2 separate regions of the Anser cygnoides genome follow, and region 1 is linked to region 2. The links are chromatin contacts, called in public Hi-C maps. All regions are on one chromosome and are shown on one strand. Each heading gives the region's core, a stretch centred on a gene start, on an enhancer-like site or on the middle of the called end of the contact. The rest is flanking DNA. Distances are from core to core; before and after follow the strand shown.

Region 1 (5,871 bases), core at 2,293-4,792, 92 kb before region 2:
GAGTTTTTCATGAGCACAGTTCTGTCAGAAATGCTTTGATTTAGCTTCCAGAACTTAGCCCCATGCTAGCAAAGAGTGCCTGCTACTCCCGTCACTTTCAGAACTAAGTACAATATTTGATTTTTTTTTTTTATTCAGCTGTACTTCAATAAATGTTTCTCATGTGCACAGAGCCATAGAATACATACTCCTACTGCATATTCACACATAGAAGTATAAACAAAAAGCCTAAGCTAGCAAAACCTACACATATATCCAAATGTTTTTCCCTGCAGCTTGTGAAAGAAGGAATAAAGAGAAAGATTATTCTTTTTGTCTTCGCAGTAGGTGAACTGAGATCACTGATTTCAGTGGCCCTGGATTTTACCGTAGAAAGGGCTGCAAAAACTGAACTAAAGACAGCAACTCTGAAACGATCAGTATGTGAATATAAAGCAGACAGTCACTGCTGGGTTTTCTAATGCTGGTAATTTTTCCACTGATGTGAAAGCGTAAGGAAAAATATTTCTGTCTCAGTAGGTATTGCTTGGTTAATAGTGTGGTCGTGATCGAAGAGGCTGTGTGTAATTGTGATGAGGGTGCAGATACAGAAAGGAATGGAAACTAATGTTTTAAAGGGAGAATTTTTTGAGTTATAAGGTATTCATAGTTTGACTTGATTTGTTACTATTTGAGCTGTTCACGGTGACACGATTTCACTGGTCCCTAACGGTGTCAGCCATTTCCCCTCTTCGGTTGAGGGCTGTGAAGGATGTGGTGTTGGTCCAGAGCGGGGTGGTGCACTGAGCACGACGCCACCTGGCAGATCCCGGCTGGTCTCTGATCACCCCGTTCTGGACATGTGTTTTCTCTGTGAGTTGCCTTTCTTAGGAGGAGGAGAAGAAGGCAAGGAGCAGCCACAGCATGTTTCCCATAGTACCTTCCCCTCATTGAGACTCCCTTCCACGTGGCAGCCTGGGACACGCTCGTGGAAGAGTGTGTAGGAAAGTTGTCTGCCGAAGCAGTTATGGTGATTGTGCACTTTAATGGAAGATGAAAGTAAATATTTGTAAAAGATAATTTCAGGGTTGTGAAAGCTTTATATTCTATTGCAGTCCTTACTGTATGTGATGGGAAGTGGACAGATGTTTGTGTTTGGTATTTGTCTTTGCATTAAGTAACTAAACAAAAGTCTCACTTCTCATTTAAAAAGATTTATTAAGAGCTTAGTATGTAGTCAATTTTTAAAACATATGATTTGAAATCGGTTGATGTTTTTGATGAGTTGGAGTGTCAGTTTTACAGTGATGCCTGGGAAAGGCTCATCTGAATATGTTTGCATTATTCCATTTTGTGATTGCATTCTGGATTGCATTCTGTCAGTTCTAAGGCTATCTGTATGAATCTGCAATAGTAAAATTGCAGTCCTCTTGTGTTTTACATTGTACTTGCTTGGCAGAGTCCGCAGGTTGCTTTTAATATTGAATTTCTTCACATTGAGGTATGGAACAATCTACCTGATCACAAATGTAATCTGTTTCCAGTTATTTTTCTAATGTTTTCCTTAAGCTTGTAAGCTTTCTTCTGATACTGTTCTCTGCATTTAAAAATGACTTATTGTGGTATTTTTATGTCTATAAAGCAGAGAAAATTCTAGTTATGGCCCAGCTTTACAGATTTAATTTTGATCATTTTAGAAAACTGTTAGCTCTGTGTGTTTTCCAGGTATAAAATAATAACCAGTTCCAATTTTCCTGCTAACTGATTCCATTACTGGGCATTTGGGGGTTAGCTCAGCAGTGCTTTCCAAGCCTAAGTAGCCTTTATTACCTTGGGTTTGCTTGCCATCCTGAAAGAAGATAATACAGAGTGGTCATTTTGGCCATTCAGCTAAATAAAAAGCAGTGGCCAGCAGAGCGTGCTAAATAGCAAATGTGAATAGCTCAGACATTGAGTAAGATCTCAGAAAATGAATTTTGAATGCATCTTAAAACCAAGGATATGTTAAAAGAAAAAAAAAAAAAAGCAGGCCAATTCCTCAACAGACAAGACACAATGCAGTTCTTCACTGTAAATGCGAAGATACTGGTGACTAAATGAAAAATCTAAAGGCGTTTCCTTTGCTTGTTCATGTAAACGTGTTACTTGCCTGAGACAAGTAAATATTTGGATGTTTCCGAAGTTTTACATAAATGAAAATTAGTAGATTCTCTGTCAACTGCTACCTAGCAAACATGTTTGAAAGTGATGCTATAATATAAAATTGGTAATGTAAATACAATTGTATCTGTCTTGGTGTTATGAGGAGTGCATCTTCATTTATTTCATATGTCACTAATCCTCGTCTGGAGGTAGTACTTGAGAAACAAGGACATCATTTCTTTTCAGACAACCTCTGTGTAGACAGCTGCTTCAAAGTGGTTCTGTGTAACATGCATCCTTGATCAGATGGTGGTCAAATACATCAGTCAAATGCTTTGTCTCATCTTCCAGCAGTAGGAGTGTATTTAAGATCAAGGGCAAAATTTGTCATTTATTATAATCTGTCAGCCCTCCTTGTTGTTCATTGCCAGTGACATGCCTATATGGAAAAACTAAGGTGTGAGTTTTCACGTAGGAAGGTGTTTGTTCTGGCTTACGTATGTCTGGAACGACAGTGGTAGCAGTGAAGACATGAGCATGACTAGCGTATATAAGGGCCTGAAACTAGGCTAAGTCCTCAGGGAGTTTTTGTGCAGGATGCTGCACCTAAACCATATGTTTAAATAATGTCAAAGGCTGTAGTGTGTAGTGTAGAGATAAGACTGTGCTGCTCCCACTGTGCAAGTCTCCCTGTGTTACAATCATGTCTTTATTTTGCAGTGGAGGGCACCTAAAGGGCTGACAGTAGGGTGGGGAACTTGCCTCAACGCCTTTAACTGACCAGGCATATGTATTCGTCGCACTGTGAAATTCTGAAATTGTTCTTTTTTATCTCATTCTTACCCATCGGTGCTTCTGTTAAGTCTTTAACCTGCAAAAGCTCTTATGTCAGTTTTAAGCTGAAGATGTTGAAAGAAAAGCTGCACTGACAACAAAAGGAAGATCACGGATTTGTTTGGCTTAATGTCTGTAGGCTTCCACTCACCACAAAAGTGATTACGATTCTTTACCTTCTGATGTTCCGGAGCAGTCATTGAAGCCCGTGGGAACTCCTTCTGTCTGGTTGCTTAGTGGGCTGTCTTTGAAACAACTGAAATACTGCTGTTTTCTAATATCTGAAGGACAAAAAAAGCCTACTTGGCTGCAACTTCAACTCCCAGTTGTACCTAAATGTTTAAAATAAGAGAGTACAGGTACTTCTAAAGAGTGGAAGCCTGTGATGAGACCACGCTTGCCCTCAGGAGTAGCAATCAGATTTAGCAAGGCTATGGAAAATAAAAACGTAGAGCTCCATCTAGCAGCTATCAAATAACTGGTATTGTAGGACCAACAGCTACCAAACACACACCACTAAGAGGTGCTGGAGCTGCACGTCCACATGCACTGCATCGCCTTTGTGCTTGCTTCCCTGAAGGATGAGTGGAGACAAGCTAAGCATGTATCTACAGTTTCATAATTATTGCAGTCTACCTTTCAAGTCACACTCCGTAATGGCAGAAAATGAGGTGTAAATGAGATCAGGTTGCTCGTGCTTTATGTAAATTTCAGGCAGTTAAGTAGTGAATTGAACTAATGTCCTTTGCTCAAATATGTTTATCTCAGCATTAACAGAAGTTCAGATATCACTGGTCAGGAAGAAGAAAGTGTTTTGCTGTAACTCGTGTGGGAAACGTTAAAATTCAGTATTTTCATTGTGAGCAAACACCCTTTTTTAACATACCAAAGTAAGTCAGATACCTGGCTCAATTTTGCAAAATTAAGAAGTCTAACAAGAACTGCTACAATAATTCAGATTTAATGGGTGATGAAATCAGAATAAGATTTGAGATTGCCTGGAAAAGTGCCATATTGTTTTTATCATACTTAAAAGATGAGAGCTGACAAGTGAAAAGATGTCACCAGCTGTGTTAAGCAGATGAAGATGTGCAGGCTGTGCATTTACTAATGATTTTTTTGACTTTTCTGATAGCAAGGAAGTTTATTATTTATTATTATTATTACTACTACTATTACTGTTATTACTATTTGTATATTTAAAAACATGTATGGTTGCTCTGATAGCCCTTCCTTTTTTGTTTCAGAGTCAAGATGATAGATATGCTTTCACTGCTGAATGGTATGACCCAAATGCTTCACTCTTTCGGCGTTATGAGCTTCTCTATTATCCAAAGGATGGATCAGTTGAAATGGTAAGAATAAAAGAAAAAATCCTGTTATTATAAGTACAACATCCAGTTAAACAGTTTGAAAAATGGAAGGCCACTATCTGTGCCAATTAATTTTCCAGGTAATGAAAATGTAATTTAAGATGTACCTTGCTTTGTTTCTAAAACTAAACAAAAAGCAAAAATACTAGGTCACAGTGGAGCATGTGGAAAAGCTTCCATGTTAATGATTTTTATCTTAAATCTTATTTTGGCATGGAGAGATTCATTTTCACAAATCTGTTTTCATTCAATCTCTACTTGGGTTTTAGTATTGGAACTGATCAGTGCTAACCTACTGCATGAGAAACACAAATTGAAGCTAATTCCAAGCAGGGAAATAAGCTTCAACTGAAATTCCAGAAGTCTCTTAAGAGTAAAGTGTAAAAAAAAAAAAAAAATTATCAAAGTAGAGGAAATGGTAAACTACTCTTAATTTGGTTTTAAAGCAAGGAAGGATGTTTCAGACAGTGGGATCCAAATTTTTCCATCAGTGGTGCTTTTTGACTTATGGTTCATACAACTACTCCCCTCTGTTTATTAATAGGTTAAAACAAGCATGTTGCAGAAGCAGGCACATATATAGAAATGAAGTATGGATAGTACAGATAATCCTAGTGAAACAGCCAATTCTTTGTGCTCCCCTTTAGGAATGGGTGAATGGTTTTGACTAGTCTTTTCTAATTTTTAATGGAGAACTGAAGGTCTGGGAGTAGACTAGGTTTGGATATTCACACTTCTTAATTTCATTATGAAATTTTAGTTTTCCTGCTGTAAGTATCAAATGCAGAGATCAGAAATAAGAAAACTAGCAAAATGTGCCTTTTCTTACCCAAACAATTGCTTACTGAAACCATGGTACCCATCAGTGTGAGGGGATGCACTTTGCACTTTTTACTGATAGTCTCTTTAAACAAACTCTACCATGATGTTGTCCCTTTTAAGTTAGTTATTTGTATGATGTCTGTGTGCACAGCTGTCAAAATGTGAGGATTTTTTTTTTCCAGAGACAGTTTAGCTAATCAGTCAGGAGCCGTAATAATCTTCCTACACAACCATGTGTAGGCTGACAAAATTGTTGTTCATTTCACCTAGATGTCTCAAAACCAAGAGCTTTCAAGGTGTTCTTGAGCTGTCTTAACACTTTCTGCATCAAACATTTATGACTTGGTAGACTAGCATTTTGCTGCTGTGCTCCCATTTTAAGATAGTGCTGTGTGTTCACAGTCATGAGTCTACACGGACTGTGTATGATCAAGACAACCATTAAAAAAGCAAAAATGCTTGTAACACCTCTATAGAAAGGATTTCTTAAAATCAGTTTTGGGGTGAGTTTGTGGACAGTGAATAAATTTAGGATTGCCTTCTGGATCTTTTTTTTTTCAGTTTCTCTGAAAATCGGTGATTCTTTCTTCATTACTGCCAAATTCTTCTGCATCTTTTGGTGTCTTCCCAAGAGATGATGGCTGCCCACCCTTACCTCTAACATGCTTTAGGAGAAGGGAGGTAATGGATGTGAGCCTGCTTCTCCCTGCTTAAGGGAGAG
Region 2 (5,562 bases), core at 1,326-3,825:
CAAACCGCCTCCCCAGAACAGCTTGCACCCGGGCCAACACGGGCCTCCCAGTTAGTTACCTGGAGGCGCCACTCGATCCTGGTATTTGGGTTCAAATTCACTGACGGTGAGCAACATCACTTGGATGGTCCCAATGAATATACCCGCCAGGCAACCGTAGAAGATGACATAGAAGAGGAGGATCTTAACTGCAAGAGAAAACAAATGAAAAGATTAATCAAGTCCCAATTATTTGGGATCATGAAGCGTGAGAATTAGTATGTTCTTCCATATTTTAATGGATCCGTTGGCTGACCAAGGCTACCACAAGGTGACAGGCTTTCAGTGAAGCACAAGCCCAACACAAGTCGGCATGCTATACGCAGTGCTATACGTTCCACACCACTCTGGGCTTCAGAGCTATTTCCACAGAGCCTGCACGAGCTGCTAGATTCAGGTTTACAAGCATTGGTAATGTGTGACCTCCCTAATAATTCAGACTCTGACCTCCACCAGAGACAACAGGAGCAGAATTTAGGCCCAAATCAGCACCAATACTCAATCTCAAATGTAGGAAAGCACTTCAATGTGACACAGCACTCCGCATTTACCAACCTTGTGCATCTACAAAGGCACGCCAGCACCGCTCATACCAATTAAAAACTGAATTATGTAACAAAAGACTAAATTTAGTTTGGGTCTGAAAGGAGATGCCTAGAATAATCCCGGTGGGGGGGGGAAGAGCCTGAGATGCAGCACAGCTCAGACTCTGGGTATCGGTTACCAGTTTACAGGGATTATCTCAACTGATTAACTGCACAGTAACACGCCGTACTAGGCATCACCAGGCCGCCTACGGGAAGGATAAGCCAGCCCATGCCAAGCAACTACAGGCTAATCAGGCTGCAGGAACAAGCACTGCAGCGAGGAACACTTGAAAGAGCCTGCTCGATCCCAGCGTCCTAGCCTAATTGCAGACCTGGAGGAGGAGGTTTATATGGAGGACTCAAGGTGAACAGATACAAGGGCCAGGGAGGAAGCAGTAGGTGAAGGTATTCCTCCTCTCCTGAGCCCCATCATAAAAAAGCTCCATCAGTGGAGAAGCCTCCTCATTAAAGCAGCCATTTCTGGTGGGTTTCATTTTCCAGTTACAAAGGAAAGAGGATCAGGAGGGACAGCCAGAGACACAGAGGCTGAGGAACACGCTCAGAAAGACACTCCATCCTCTCGTCCACTGGAGACCGGGGAGGCAGCCATGGCTGGTGAGCAGAGCTCGGTGCGATATCGTGGTGCTCCAGGAGTTAAAAGCACTCTTTGGTATCCAAGCAGCGTAAAGCAACTGGTCGTGACGTCAGAAACATTTGGAAATTTTTTCCAGAGCACGGTCATAGGAGGTGCTGTTGTAACAAACCAAACACCAATGCTGTTGTCTGCAGCGTAACGCCTTTTGAGTTTTTGTAACATCAAAAGGCCAACACTGGGAGGTAGCTTATTTAATCAGTTTCCCAGCCAGGATGCTCTTAACACCAAAGACACCTTAAAGGTCACGGTTTCAGAAAAAACACACGCAACCGAGCACAACGGGGTTGCGCAACAGAGCTTCCCGCAACAGGTAGGCTTATAACGGAGAAATCGGATCGCCAGCCTGCAGGTTGACATCGGTCCTAGACGGATGGGCACGGGAAGGAGGACTCGGTCTGGCTCCGCGTCGGAAGCGCTGCGCAGCCGCCCGGTGCCTCGGGAGCAGCAGACACCTACCGGTGCGCGCCCGCAACCCGATTCAGCTCACGTACGGGTACGGCAGGAGCCCGCTGCGGTCCACCAGGGCCAAGGCTGTCGCCTCCAGCGGATCCGTTACACCAGGAGCCGGGCTCAGCATCGCGGGGTGGCAGCCCGGCCGCGGCTGGCAGCAGCTGGAAGGCCGTCCGGGTGCGCGCAGACAACGCCGAGCGCCCCCCGGGCGCCGAGGGCTGCCTGCAGGGCGCCCCAACCGACAGCGGGGTGCGCGAGCATCGCCGCCCGCACGGCCGCCTCCCTGCCGGGGAGGCACCGCAGGACCCGGGAGCTCTCTCGGCGAGGCACAGCCACCTCGGATCGCCGCGGAGCGGGGGGAAGGGGCGGCGGGGGAGCGGCACCCGCGGTGCGGAGGGAGCCGGGGAGGCAGCGCCAAGGACGAGGCGCCCTCCCAAGGTCGGCCCCGCCGCGGGCTCCATCCCGGGCCCGGCCCCACCTGCCCGGCAGCCGCGGCCCGGGGAGGGGGCTCGGGGGGCCCCGGGGACCCCCCCCTTTCCCCCCGCCCCCCCTCCGGTGCCGGTGCCCGGCCGCAGGGGGGTGAGGCGCGGCGGTGCGCGCTGCGGAGCCCCCCCGCCGCCCGTCCCCGCACTCACACCAGCTGCCCCCGGTGCGGCCCAGCAGCTCCTTCTTCTCCGAGTTCCAGATGAACTTCTTCCAGTTGCCGTCGCCGTCCTTGGCCTTCCCGCGGGCCATGGCGAGCGAGCGGGGGGCGGCGGGGGGGCGCTGAGGGCTCGGACGGGCTCCGCGGCACCGGGACGGGCTTCGGGGAGGGGGCTTTTAGGGGGGGGGGAGGAAGGGGGCGCTCCAGAGGGGGGGGAGGGGGGCTCCGGTGTGTGGCGGAGGCGCGGAGCTGAGGGGGGAAGCAGCGGAGCCCACCGGGCACGGAGCAGCCGCGCTCGCCGCCCGCCGCACCCCTTCATATAGGGCGCGGGCCCCGCCCGCTGGGCGCCGCAGCCACTGGGAGGCGGCGGGGGGCGGGCAGGGGACGGGGCGGGCGCCGCGCGGGCACGTGTGCGCGCGCAGGTGTGCGGCCGCGGGCGTGCGCGCGCGGGGCGGCGGCGGGGGCAGCCGTGCGCCTTCCTCCCCCCCCCCCCCCCCCCTCCTCCTCCTCCTCCTCCTCCTCCTCCTCCTCCTCTTCTTCCTCCCCGTCCCCGTCCCCGTCCCGCCCGGCCCCGCCGCGCCCCGCCGGGCTCACGTGTACGGCGCCTGCCGAGCGCTGAACGCGAAAGCGGCGCCGCGCGGCACCTGCCGGGATGTTGTTGTTGGTTTTTTTTTCTTAATTTATTTTTTAAATTTTTTTTTTTTTTTGAGGGCGCAGCCGCCCTCGCAAGGTGACCTTCAGGGAGGTGCACGCACGCCGCCGGCGGCCCGATGGGGGGGGGCTGCGGCACCCTGTGGGGGTCCCGGTGCTGCCCCGGCCCCCCAGCGCTGGGCGGCAGCCTGCGGGGGGACCCCGGGAAGGGAAAAGGGGCTCTGGTGGGGCCCTGGGACCCGCATTCGTGATGGAAGTTCACCGACGTGCCCCGGTCCCACAGTGTCACGACAGGACCGAGTCACACGTGAACCTCGGCTGCACGCTGCCGTACCCTACTGGGATTTATTTAATACTGAACTTCCTCCTGGTCACGATACGGCGCTCCGGGTATTTTCCTGCCTTTAAGCTACAGGCTTGCTCTGCCAGCCTTAACTCCAGACTGTTTTGTTGTTTTGGGAGGCTAGACAAACGCATGCCAGCCACCCCGCTGTCCCCAGGGGAACAGCCCCAACGTGGCGCCCATCTCCAGGCACCCCACGGCCACCGCCCACAGCCAGCCCCTGAAGCAACCTGCACAGGCCTGATTTTTTTGGGCCTTGGTCTGCCTGGGCAGGGTACCTCGAGGTGTTTGCACCCTGCAAAGCTGAGCACCGCCTCCCCAGGCCTAGGCACGCCGCCGGACTCCTCAAAGCCTCGTGGGGTTAGGAGGAGGAGTGTCACACCGGAGTCAGTGCATCTGGGGGCAGTGTTTGCTGAACGCTCTGCGGTACATTACGTGTGATCAGAGGGAGCCAGCCAGGTGTGCCCCAGGGATTTCCATCCTGGGTTTGGGGAATCGGCCCTCAACGGCATTTGTGCAATGGAAAATGGCTGATCAAACGGCTGAGGACAAATGGCGTCTCTCTTCTCCATGGTGTCTGGTCAGAGCTGGTCTTTAAAGAGACCTGCTGATGGTGGGCGATAATGAGAGCAAACACAGACAGCAGTATCTGATACCCAAGTGAACATCATCTGCGGTGTAGGGAGGATGTATCAGTTACAAGTTAAGAAGGCTGTGATTACAATCAGGCCAATAAATAGATGAGCACCGCAGGAGGAACAAGCGCTCACTTTTAACACCCAGCGCCATTGCTGCTGTAGACAATGAGGCTGTGTCTCAGCCACTGGGCCACCAGGCCTGCCTGGTCACTTGGGAGCCAAACCTGCTCTCTTCTGATGCCCTGGGTGCTGTTTTTGCCTCGACCCCCTACCCTATGAAAACAGCATGTTGGGAATCGTGTGCAGGTGCGCGGTGTGGTCACCCAAACACAAAGCCCGCGCTTTAGTCTACCTCATGGATGCTGTGTCTGGCTTTACCCTCAAGTCAGGACCCGTCTCATCCAGTCTGCTGAGTAAAACCCCTCACAAGCTGATTCAGGGCAGGTGGAACAGCAGCAGTTAACTCAGCCTGCCCTCTGTGCAGGCAATGGGGTCACCCAAAATGAAACTGGCATCAGATATTTGAGCAGGTTCATGGCGATGTCCAAATCAGAGAAGAGAATGGGACTGCACGCTCTCCCACAGTGTTATTTCCTAAGGCCACAGAAAGTGAGTTTGGAGAAAGCAACTAGAATGAATGATCTGTAAAACCTGAGCAGTCGTATCACGATTACAGACTAAATGGCTACCCAGAAACACGATCTTCCTCTGAGCGTGTTCTCACTCTCGCTATGGGAGCTGGTGGTGCCTGTGGAAGCCAAGCTGCAGGAGCTCCTGGCTTCATCGCTGTTTGTTTAAGGATCACCAGGAAACTCTCTCCTCTTCCCGCAAATGTCTCTATTACTGTACAAATACACAGATAAGTTGGGTTGGCAGTGCCAGTGGTACCAAATCCCCGTAACTGCGCAGGCTGGGGCATGCAGGATCTGGAATGGGCAAAAGGCACTTCACAAGGTTTGCAGAGCACTTCTGCAAACCCTTTTATGCATCCGCAGTCCCATGGATGCTCAGGACATGCACTTTGCTTAATGTTGGCAAATTGTCCTCTCAGAATCAGCAGAACTAATAGGCAATGGGGTGCCATATTTTATTCAAATTCACCATTTGTTCGGCTGCTCAGATATCAATCAGGCCGTCTCTAAGGCCACCACTATATGATCTGATTTTTTAAGGTGATAAGAGCCTAAGGCAACTTTCGAAACTGCCAAGAACAAAATGTGCAAAGATATCCGTGTTCAGATTAACTGCAGGAGGAAGGACAGGGCTGGGGAAAGCTGTGCACCGGCACCAAGGAAAGAACAACATGTGAATGGACTTTGTTAGGGGGTTATCTCACCGCCCTTAGGAGCTGGTGCATGAGGAGCTCTCTGGTTTTCTCCAGTGGGTTTGGGCACAGCCATCTAATGACGAGATCCCAGCTTCCTTTGGGTCTCCTGCTTTACAGCAGACCCAAAGAAAGCACCTCAGGCAGGCAGAGGTGTCTCACTGCAGTGCAGGAGGAGAGCAGACAATTACTTTTGATGCAGCAGCAAGAGAGAAGAGCACAATGTAGAGCA

Evidence for each region. A called contact is a pair of places that touch in the nucleus more often than the background predicts.
Region 1: a contact with region 2 is called in a Hi-C map of granulosa cells, with 1.6 times the contacts expected there. The contact joins the enhancer-like site here to the promoter of ATP1B1 in region 2. A contact is called at or near these places in 3 of 7 Hi-C or Micro-C datasets (granulosa cells and liver).

What each region holds. Positions count from the first base shown.
Region 1 is chr1:96,139,607-96,145,477 of Taihu_goose_T2T_genome, reverse strand. It overlaps NME7 (NME/NM23 family member 7), which reads left to right. Exons shown (of 12, transcript XM_048058193.2): 2 at 4,203-4,310. Among named protein-coding and RNA genes, the nearest start is that of BLZF1, 18 kb to the left of the region's middle. Within about 2 kb of position 3,542, at least 2 of the 3 cell types and tissues checked have open chromatin away from gene starts, as enhancers often do.
Region 2 is chr1:96,046,892-96,052,453 of Taihu_goose_T2T_genome, reverse strand. ATP1B1 (ATPase Na+/K+ transporting subunit beta 1) reads right to left here and starts at 2,575. Exons shown (of 6, transcript XM_066990399.1): 1 at 2,367-2,575; 2 at 60-188. The coding sequence starts at 2,466.